3 separate regions of the Gossypium hirsutum genome follow, and regions 1 and 2 are each linked to region 3. The links are chromatin contacts, called in public Hi-C maps. All regions are on one chromosome and are shown on one strand. The core of a region is the stretch at or near the end of the contact, and the rest is flanking DNA. Distances in the headings are between cores, read along the strand shown.

What was found. Hi-C and Micro-C count contacts between places; a contact is called where the count stands out from the background.
Region 1: a Hi-C map of leaf shows a contact between it and region 3, with 4 times the contacts expected there. The contact joins the enhancer-like site here to the promoter of LOC107948228 in region 3. A contact is called at or near these places in 5 of 34 Hi-C or Micro-C datasets (all in leaf).
Region 2: a contact with region 3 is called in a Hi-C map of leaf, with 2.1 times the contacts expected there. The contact joins the enhancer-like site here to the promoter of LOC107948228 in region 3. A contact is called at or near these places in 3 of 34 Hi-C or Micro-C datasets (all in leaf).

The regions. Positions count from the first base shown.
Region 1 is chrA04:22,023,209-22,025,937 of Gossypium_hirsutum_v2.1, forward strand. No RefSeq gene overlaps it. Among protein-coding and RNA genes, the nearest start is that of LOC107942695, 140 kb to the left of the region's middle. Within about 2 kb of position 1,348, at least 4 of the 9 cell types and tissues checked have an H3K27ac peak or open chromatin away from gene starts, as enhancers often do. A contact at or near this core is called in leaf, where this site is marked.
Region 2 is chrA04:22,089,169-22,091,874 of Gossypium_hirsutum_v2.1, forward strand. No RefSeq gene overlaps it. Among protein-coding and RNA genes, the nearest start is that of LOC121203633, 170 kb to the right of the region's middle. Within about 2 kb of position 1,338, at least 7 of the 9 cell types and tissues checked have an H3K27ac peak or open chromatin away from gene starts, as enhancers often do. A contact at or near this core is called in leaf, where this site is marked.
Region 3 is chrA04:21,692,879-21,695,707 of Gossypium_hirsutum_v2.1, forward strand. LOC107948228 (54S ribosomal protein L17, mitochondrial) reads right to left here and starts at 1,462. Exons shown (of 9, transcript XM_041111035.1): 1 at 1,283-1,462; 2 at 850-950.

The DNA.
Region 1 (2,729 bases), core at 98-2,597, 330 kb after region 3:
CCGGTGATGGAAAGTGTGACCCTCAAAGTTGCAAACATAAGTGTGCTTCCAAATGGAATGGCGCCGGATTTTGTGTTCAATCTTATGCAAATCTTCATTCTTGTAATTGTTCTTGGCCTTGCGGCGGCAAGGAATGAAAACTTGCACAAGTTTTAATGCCCAAGTTTATCCACACCCAATTGTTTCCTTTTTTCTTTCTATTTTTATATGGTAAATAAAGCAATAATTTGCTCCTTAAATTGCCCAGCCTTGAAAAGACCTGAAAAGTGATAACCATACGCAGACATTTGTGCACTCATGTTTCATAGGCCGCTCAAAACATGGTTAAAATCGAAAAAGGTAATGCTGAATAATATGCCGAATCTGTAAATGGTTTCAACACTTTATAATTTGTCGAAATCTAACCTGAAAACAACAAAGATGGCAGAAGCTAACCACACCAGTATATGTGGGATAACAAATATTCTCTCTGCAGTCTCCCAGACCAGCACCAGCGGGTGTCTTGGAACATGCTTGGATCCATCTACTCTTTTGGATCCTTGCTTCATTCATCCCAAGTGCAGTCTTGACAGAGCCAAACTCAGCTGTTCAGATGAGAACGACCAAAGAAGCTTTTATCATTACCTAGTAAGAAAAAGGGAAGCTTATGTCTCAATTTCCCTCTTGGAAATTTTGATGGTCCAATTTCCGTATCCACCTTTTTGTTGTAACAAGATTTTTAACTTGTTTCCGTAACATTACAACTATGTTTTTGGGTTTGCGGTTTTGACCTTTAACGTGTTTAAATGTTGAGTTAGGCAACAAATATAGTTATTTAATGTAAAAAGGAACTAGATATTAGATTGATAAAGTCCAATTATCAGAAGGAACTTTGAAAAAAAATGTAGAGTGGAAATCTCCATGACTCTATCTAGCTAAGTTTAGGTCTTTTTAGATGAGCAGTGTATTTATTTGCGATTAGTGTAAAAATAACAGTAGCGATGAAATTAGATACTGTAGCAATATTGTGACATGAGACAAAAAAAATTAAACGCACTGCACTAGAGTAATCGTCCATCCAAAGGGACGTTAAATAAATGAGATAAGATTTTGAATTTAGAGGAGTTGGACAAAGGAATGTAACACTACTTTCTGAAGGGTCTGGCAAACAGATCCCTTGTTCGAGAGCGCACACCGTGACCAGCGGGCATTTTTTTTTTTACAGGTCTCTTAGCTTAGGTTTCCTTTTCTTGAAGAAGTAGCAGCTAGGGTTTCTTTTTCTTTCGGCTTTTTGGGCCATTTTTTCCGTTCTAGTTCTGTGTTTGGGCTTTTGTTCCTATTTTAGCTTATTATATACCAAAGGACAATTATTGTCGATCAGAGCCCAGAGGCCAAAGCTGGTCACGTTGTTTGAGACTATCTTGGCATCTAAGCCCATCCAATCTGGATTATTTCAGGTTTTATCATTTTAGATTCGTTACAAATTTAATTATGATTGATTTCTTTTGATTTTTTTATGTTATTTTTACTATTTATATTTAAGGTTTGTAATTATTTCTCTAAATAATTATATTTTTAAGATTTGAATTTATGTTTTTTTAGTACAACATACATTATCCCTATATCCAATATTTATTGATAAATATATTAAATATTTTTATAATGAAAATGAGTTGGATTAATATTTGAATTATATGATTGCTATCTGGGGTTTGCCTCAAGAGAGCAACATATTGCCAAAACGTGATAATGTTAGAAGGCAAAATATTAATATAAGTCTCGCTTATTGGGCAATTTTTGTAACGTGGGAGCTTGCCATGATATTTGATTCTTTTCAAAATCGTAAATTCTGTAATTTTATATGGTTTTTGGTTTGTGGTTTTTTGAAATGTGATTATTGGGAAAGTTATTTTGTAATATTTGATATACATTAAAAAATATTGATTAAAATCTTTAAAAAGTTGCATTATTACATTTAATTCATTAAATAATTTCTTAAGAATGTAATAATATTTTATAAATTTACCATTATTAAATAAAAATAATATTTATGTATTTAATATTTCACAATATATTTTATGTGCAACATTTGGTATTCATTGTATTTTTTAAATGTAATAATACATATATAAAATTTGTTTTAGAATGAATACTCTAATGCAATTGAGATTTCAATGATATATCCAAAGGAAAAAAAGGAAAAAAATAAAAAATATATATAATATGTAAACAATATACCATGTACGTGATTAAATATACATACTAAAAATAAAATTAGAAAAAGAATTTACTTTTGAAGAATCAGTTGAAATAATAAGAGAGTTGATAGTGGAAATAAGGTAATTGTATCTTTCTTCTTTTTTTCTTTTTTTACGTTTAATAGATTAATACCCTCTTTAATATATTTTTAGCTTTTCAATCTATATAGGAAAGTAACTTTTCATATTTTATCATGGGAGTCATTACCATATTTATGGAAAAGTAATTCTCAAGCAGAAGTTAAGTTTCAAAGAAATAATTTTTTAATATACTGAATGTTTCAATTGATTAAATTTTTAAAAAAATTATTACTTTCAATAATGCTAAACGCTATTTTAAGATTTTGTTTCTCCAACAACATATAATTTTTGAAAAAAATTCATAAAAACAATAAATAAGAACAAATAAATAATAATAGAAACATAAATAACAAAATTAAATGGATTGAATGAGTTTTACAGCTTTCTTTTGCCGTTATATGGTACTAGTGG
Region 2 (2,706 bases), core at 88-2,587, 400 kb after region 3:
AAAGCTTTTCCCCAATTTCTCTCTATGCACTCTTAGTTTAGTTAATTAATTTAGATAAATAAATCCCTTAATTTTTAGGCTAGATAATAAAAAGAAAGTAATTACTAGTACTCTTGGTTCCTTTGGGTTCGATAATCCGGTCTTGCTAAAGCTATACTACTATTCGATAGGTACACTTGTCTTCATCGTGATAATAGTTAGTTTCAAGAATGCTTAAGTATAAATTTTTAAAACCTGTCGCGAATATCATGTGTCAAGGATTGCTAGTAACTATTTGCCTACTTTCGGTAACCTTCATTATAGATGCTTGATGGGATCAACTACTTGTCAAAGATGTCAACATAGAGGGGAAACACGGAAGCATATATTGAGGGAGTGTCCTTCAGCAAAAGAGACACGGGAAAGCTTAAGGGTTTTTTCGCCTAACACAAAAGCAAGTACAGATTTCAATGAGTGGTTTAAAAAATTGTTCCAATCCTATTCATTGGCTAAGTGTAGGTTGATAGCATGCACTATGTGGGCTTTATGGACATCAAGAAACAGATTCATTCATGAAGGAGTTTCTACTTCTGGTTCTCAAAATGCAGATTATGTTAAAAACTCCCGAAAAGAACTTGATGGAGTGAAAACGGACTTACCAGCGAGGCCGATTCTTACTGACAGATGGGTTGCTCCGACTGGACCGAGGGTAAAAATCAATTTTGGCGCTACTTTTAACAAACAGAGGAATGGGTCATGTTTTGGAATGGTAGTAAGAAATGAAAAAGGAGATGTGATTTGCTCTAAAATAGTGTTTTATTCAAGTTTACCTTCTGTTTTTACTGCAGAAGCGTTGGCGGGTTTCTGGGCGATTCATCTCGGTTTATTCCTTCAGTTAAGAGAGGTTGAAATTGAAGGGGACTCTCGTTCAGTCATCTGCAAATTGCAAGAGCAAAAGGATGATAGATTAGAGATCGCAGGTATTATAAAAGACTCTAAAAAACTGAGCTATGGTTTTGTCTTTTGTATTTTTCATTTTACCCATCGCGAATCAAACCAAGTTGCTCACTTTATTACTATCGAGGGTCTTAAGAAAAGAGAAAACTCTTATCTGGCGAATATGGTCTTTTCTGGCGCGGAGGATGCGATGCTTGCTGATCGGAGGGGACTGGAGTTCAGGTGAAAATGAAGAGCTGCTTGTGTGGTGATTTTGGATTTGGAAAATGAAGGGTTAAGGGTTGTGCTGTTTTTTTTCCTTTTTTCTTCGGCGATTTTGATTGATGTTGATGCTTATTCAGGGCAAGTAATGATGAAGCAACGTTTTCCAATAAATTTTGTTGTTTTTGATGTGGGATTCCAATTTGGATAATAACAGGATGGAAATATCTGGAGTCCCCCCACCTGTTGAGCTAGATCTTTTGCTGATGGGCTGCTATGTATTGTTCTTTTGTTTTGTTTTTTATGTTTTGATTTTGGGCTTGGTTTCCTTGAACAGCCTTTTGTTTTTGTTTTTCCATTTTGTTCTGTTTTTGGGGCTTCTCTTATAAAATGATCTAGATGTTCTCTTTCAAAAAAAAAAAGACTTCAACAAAAGAAATCTTTCCAAAATTGTTTTCCTTGTTAGAGAATTTTACCACTCATCCAATAAACATGTTAAATTAAGCATTTATTATCGTTTCAAAAAAATAATTGTTTTGATATAACAAAGACTATTTTTACTCATAACCTCTATTTAAATTTTAAATCGGAAAAAAAAAACGTATTTAAATATGTTCATATTTACATATTTTTAATTACTACATTAGCAATGATGTCAACTGAACTAATGTAAGAATTATTTTGTTACAATGGCATTGAAGAATTTTCATTTTTATTTCTACCGCAATATTCACACCATTTATTCAATTGGTATCTACATTGTTGTTAATGCAGGAGGTCGTAGATTTGAGTGCGTTAAAGCTAGACCTGCTCATAGGTCAGGCTACCCGACCATGCTCGAAGGCCAGCCCGAAATGTGGGAGGGTATGGGCAAAAATATAGTCCCGAAAAATAGGTTTGGACAAAAAAATAAGGCCCGTTTAAAAAATGGGCTAGGCCTCGGGTAGGGTATTTTTGGGCTGGGCCCAGCCTGAATTCACTAAATGACAAAAAAATCTGATATTTTTTTTTTGTTTTTGAATGTTATTTTCTGTTTGATTTCTCCCTATTTTGCTACCATATTACTATTAGTTACTACTATTTTATTGTTATTGTTTGGATATTGTATAAAATTTATTTTATTATTAATTTTGTTATTATTTTAAAGGCATTTGTTAATTTTGTTATTATTTTAGAAGTATTTGCTTGTTAAGTTGCATCTATCTTAGTGCTATTTAAGTCTACATATTTTTTAAAATTTATTTTCAATTTGTTGGAAAATATTTATTTTAAAATTTTTTGGTATTTTTAGTATTATATATATTTAAAAATTATATAAAATAATATAAAAATAAATACAGGCGGGCCGAGCCGGGCCTAGTTGTAGTATTTTTATTTGGGTCGGGCTTGAACAAAATTTTAGGCCCATTTTTTGGGCCCAACCCGGCCCGAGCCCAATGAATGAGCCTAAATTTTTAGTTGAGCCCGGCCCGAACTCGGCCCGACCTGGCCCATGAGCACCTCTAATTGAAGCACATTATCTTCCTATTTAAGAGTTAAGGAAGTATCATGAATAATTATATACGTAAA
Region 3 (2,829 bases), core at 212-2,711:
AATCTATGGAGATAGAAATATTCTAAAGCAGCAGATCAGGGTTCATTAACAATCTGACTTATCAAAGTTATCGTGCATAGAGACTTTTAATGATACTTGATCATGCACAAGCACATGCATGTAAATAAAAAAGGAATAAAACAATCTATGGTTTATTGAGATTACTGAAATCAAAGTTCATAAATGGTCAATCTTTATTTCAAATGATACTTGGTCAAGCACAAGCACAAGCACATGCATGCAAATAAAAACGGAATAAAAAAGGAACTCACTCTTGATGTTTACTTGTATAGAGACATATCAAAATTTGCAAAAGTATTGACAGATTAAACCATCTCGAGAAAAATCTTGAATATTCAAGCTTTTAATTGTGTATTTTTAGCATTTTCGCATCCCACCTGAGTATAGGGAAAACCAGTTTACTGAGTTTCTATTGACAAAATCTATGTTTCAGAAACTAAAATAATGTACCATGCAAAAGATGTATGCCTTGGTATTATTAGCCTTTTTGCTCAGAAAATTAATAATTTTTTTAATTCATGGAAATATCTACAAGTTAGAAAGAACAAATTAACTAAAGACAGAGTAAAAAAGAACAAATCAAGCCCTTCGGCCCCTGCCTGCATATTTCAATTTAATATTGAATTCGATTCCACTCGAAAAATTCGAAAAAAAATCGAATTTCAAATTATTTGAATTGAGTTAATAGAATCAACTCGATTTTTAATCCGAAACAGTCATATAAAAGCTAAATCATGCAATTTATCTTTAAGTACACATTTTAAATCGTTCAAGTTTTTTACTGGTTTAATAATATATTAGATCATATCCAATTAAGCAGGCTCTTACCGAAGAAAGTTGGTGATCCGATCAAGAGAGTAAAATGATCAGCTTCTAGTTTTGTTCGTTGAGTAATATCGTCGAGCACTTGGTGACCTGAAAAAAACGAACTGGAGAAAAAGAACTTAACAGAAAGGGCCTTGAATCCAAAATCAAATCGAATCGAAGGTTTTGAAAAAGGAGAAATAGAGGGGCGACTTAAAAGGGTTGACAGTTGGAGACAACCCTTGACGACATTTTGATGGCGATGAAAGCTCACGGCGGCTAGGGTTTCAAAACAAAAGAGAAGGCTCCTTCTCTTGGTTAGCTTTGCAGAAGGTTCAGTTTGACAGAGAAGTGAAAGATTTTGTTCATTTTTATTTACTTCACATTATGTTTTACCATAATATAAATAACTAAAATATAATCTAAATTAAACAAAAATAATTATTTTTAAATTTACCCTTTAATTTATCTTCATTTAAGTGAATAAAACGATAGAAAGGGAAAAGACCAAGATTTTAGAAGGTTCAGGAGCGGCCGAAATCTTGTAGTTTCTAATCAACGCGGTTCCAGTATGTGGGTATTATTTTCTTACTTTAACTTCATTGCCTTCATTTTTCTTTTTGGTAGATAAAAATTGAAAACAATTACAATATTATTCCAGTGTAAATATAAATAAACCGATCATCTAGCTGTAAATATTCCATGATCGCTTTTGGAGTTCCTAAACATTATCGGATCATAAAGGAAAATTTTTATCATTCCAGCCAACATATGTATAGTTATATTAACTTCCCTTGGAAATTGTTTTATTAATTTGTTTTTGTTAATGTTCTTGCCATTAATATTATCACCATTAATGTCTATCATTATTATTATTATTTTTGTGATTGGTAACTGTCCAACTTAATTTAAAAAATAAGCTTAAAATTTTATCTAAATCTAGCCTAAATTAAAAATGCTAAATTCGAATCTGACTTGGCATGTTCATATTAAATTTTTTAAATTATTTTTATATAAAAAATTTAAAATATATAATATATCAATAAATTATAGTTTAAAAAACATGTCAAATTCCGGGATAACATAATATGGTAATCAACACATCAGTATAATTTCTTCTAGATGTTATCGACATGTACCCAATGATCACATCAGTCTACTACATTAATTCATCTAAAAAGTGTTAAAACTTAGGTCATCGGGCTGGATCAAATTTGGGCTAGATCCATACAATGTATTTAGATCAATTTTTTAATTCAAGTCTAATCGGTCTAGAAAATGGGCTTACATTTTTATCCAAATCCGATTTGATTTAAAAAAGGTAAACTCGAACCGATCCGGCTTGCTCATATTTGATTATTTTAGATTAGTTTTTATTTAAAAATATTTTTTAAAATATATATAATATACTAAATGCACTAAAAATGCTAAAATAAATGTTTTGTAACTCATTAAAAAATATTTATATTTTAAAAATATTAACATAAATATAATAAATGTTTTATTGTATTAAAATTAGGATTAACAATACTCATCATGTATCTAAATCTCAGTTCTTGAACTATTCTAAATGAATGCTTGCCACACACAAGAAAAGTAGAAATAACTTGATGACACTCATCAGCATCAGCATCAAACTTATAGGTTTTTATAGATGAACCACCTCCTAAAGATGGTTGAGTGGCTATGGTGTATTGAATGAATGATGTCCTTATTAATTTTTTTCAAACAACTATTTAGATGACGTCTTAAATGAGAGGTTTCGCTAAAAAATTTAGAAAAAAAAATGATGTTGGAAAAATTGCATTTTATGGGAACTTTGAGGCATATTCTCAATAGGTAAAGGTGGAGAGTTGAATCATAAAATTATGGTTTCATATTTTACTCCATGAGACCTTTACAACGATACATCATATGCTCAAAATGGTTGAGTGGTGAATGAGAAATTAATGTTCAAAGTAAGCTATTTGGAAATATTTGTTGAAGAAAAGTAAAGGCTTGATC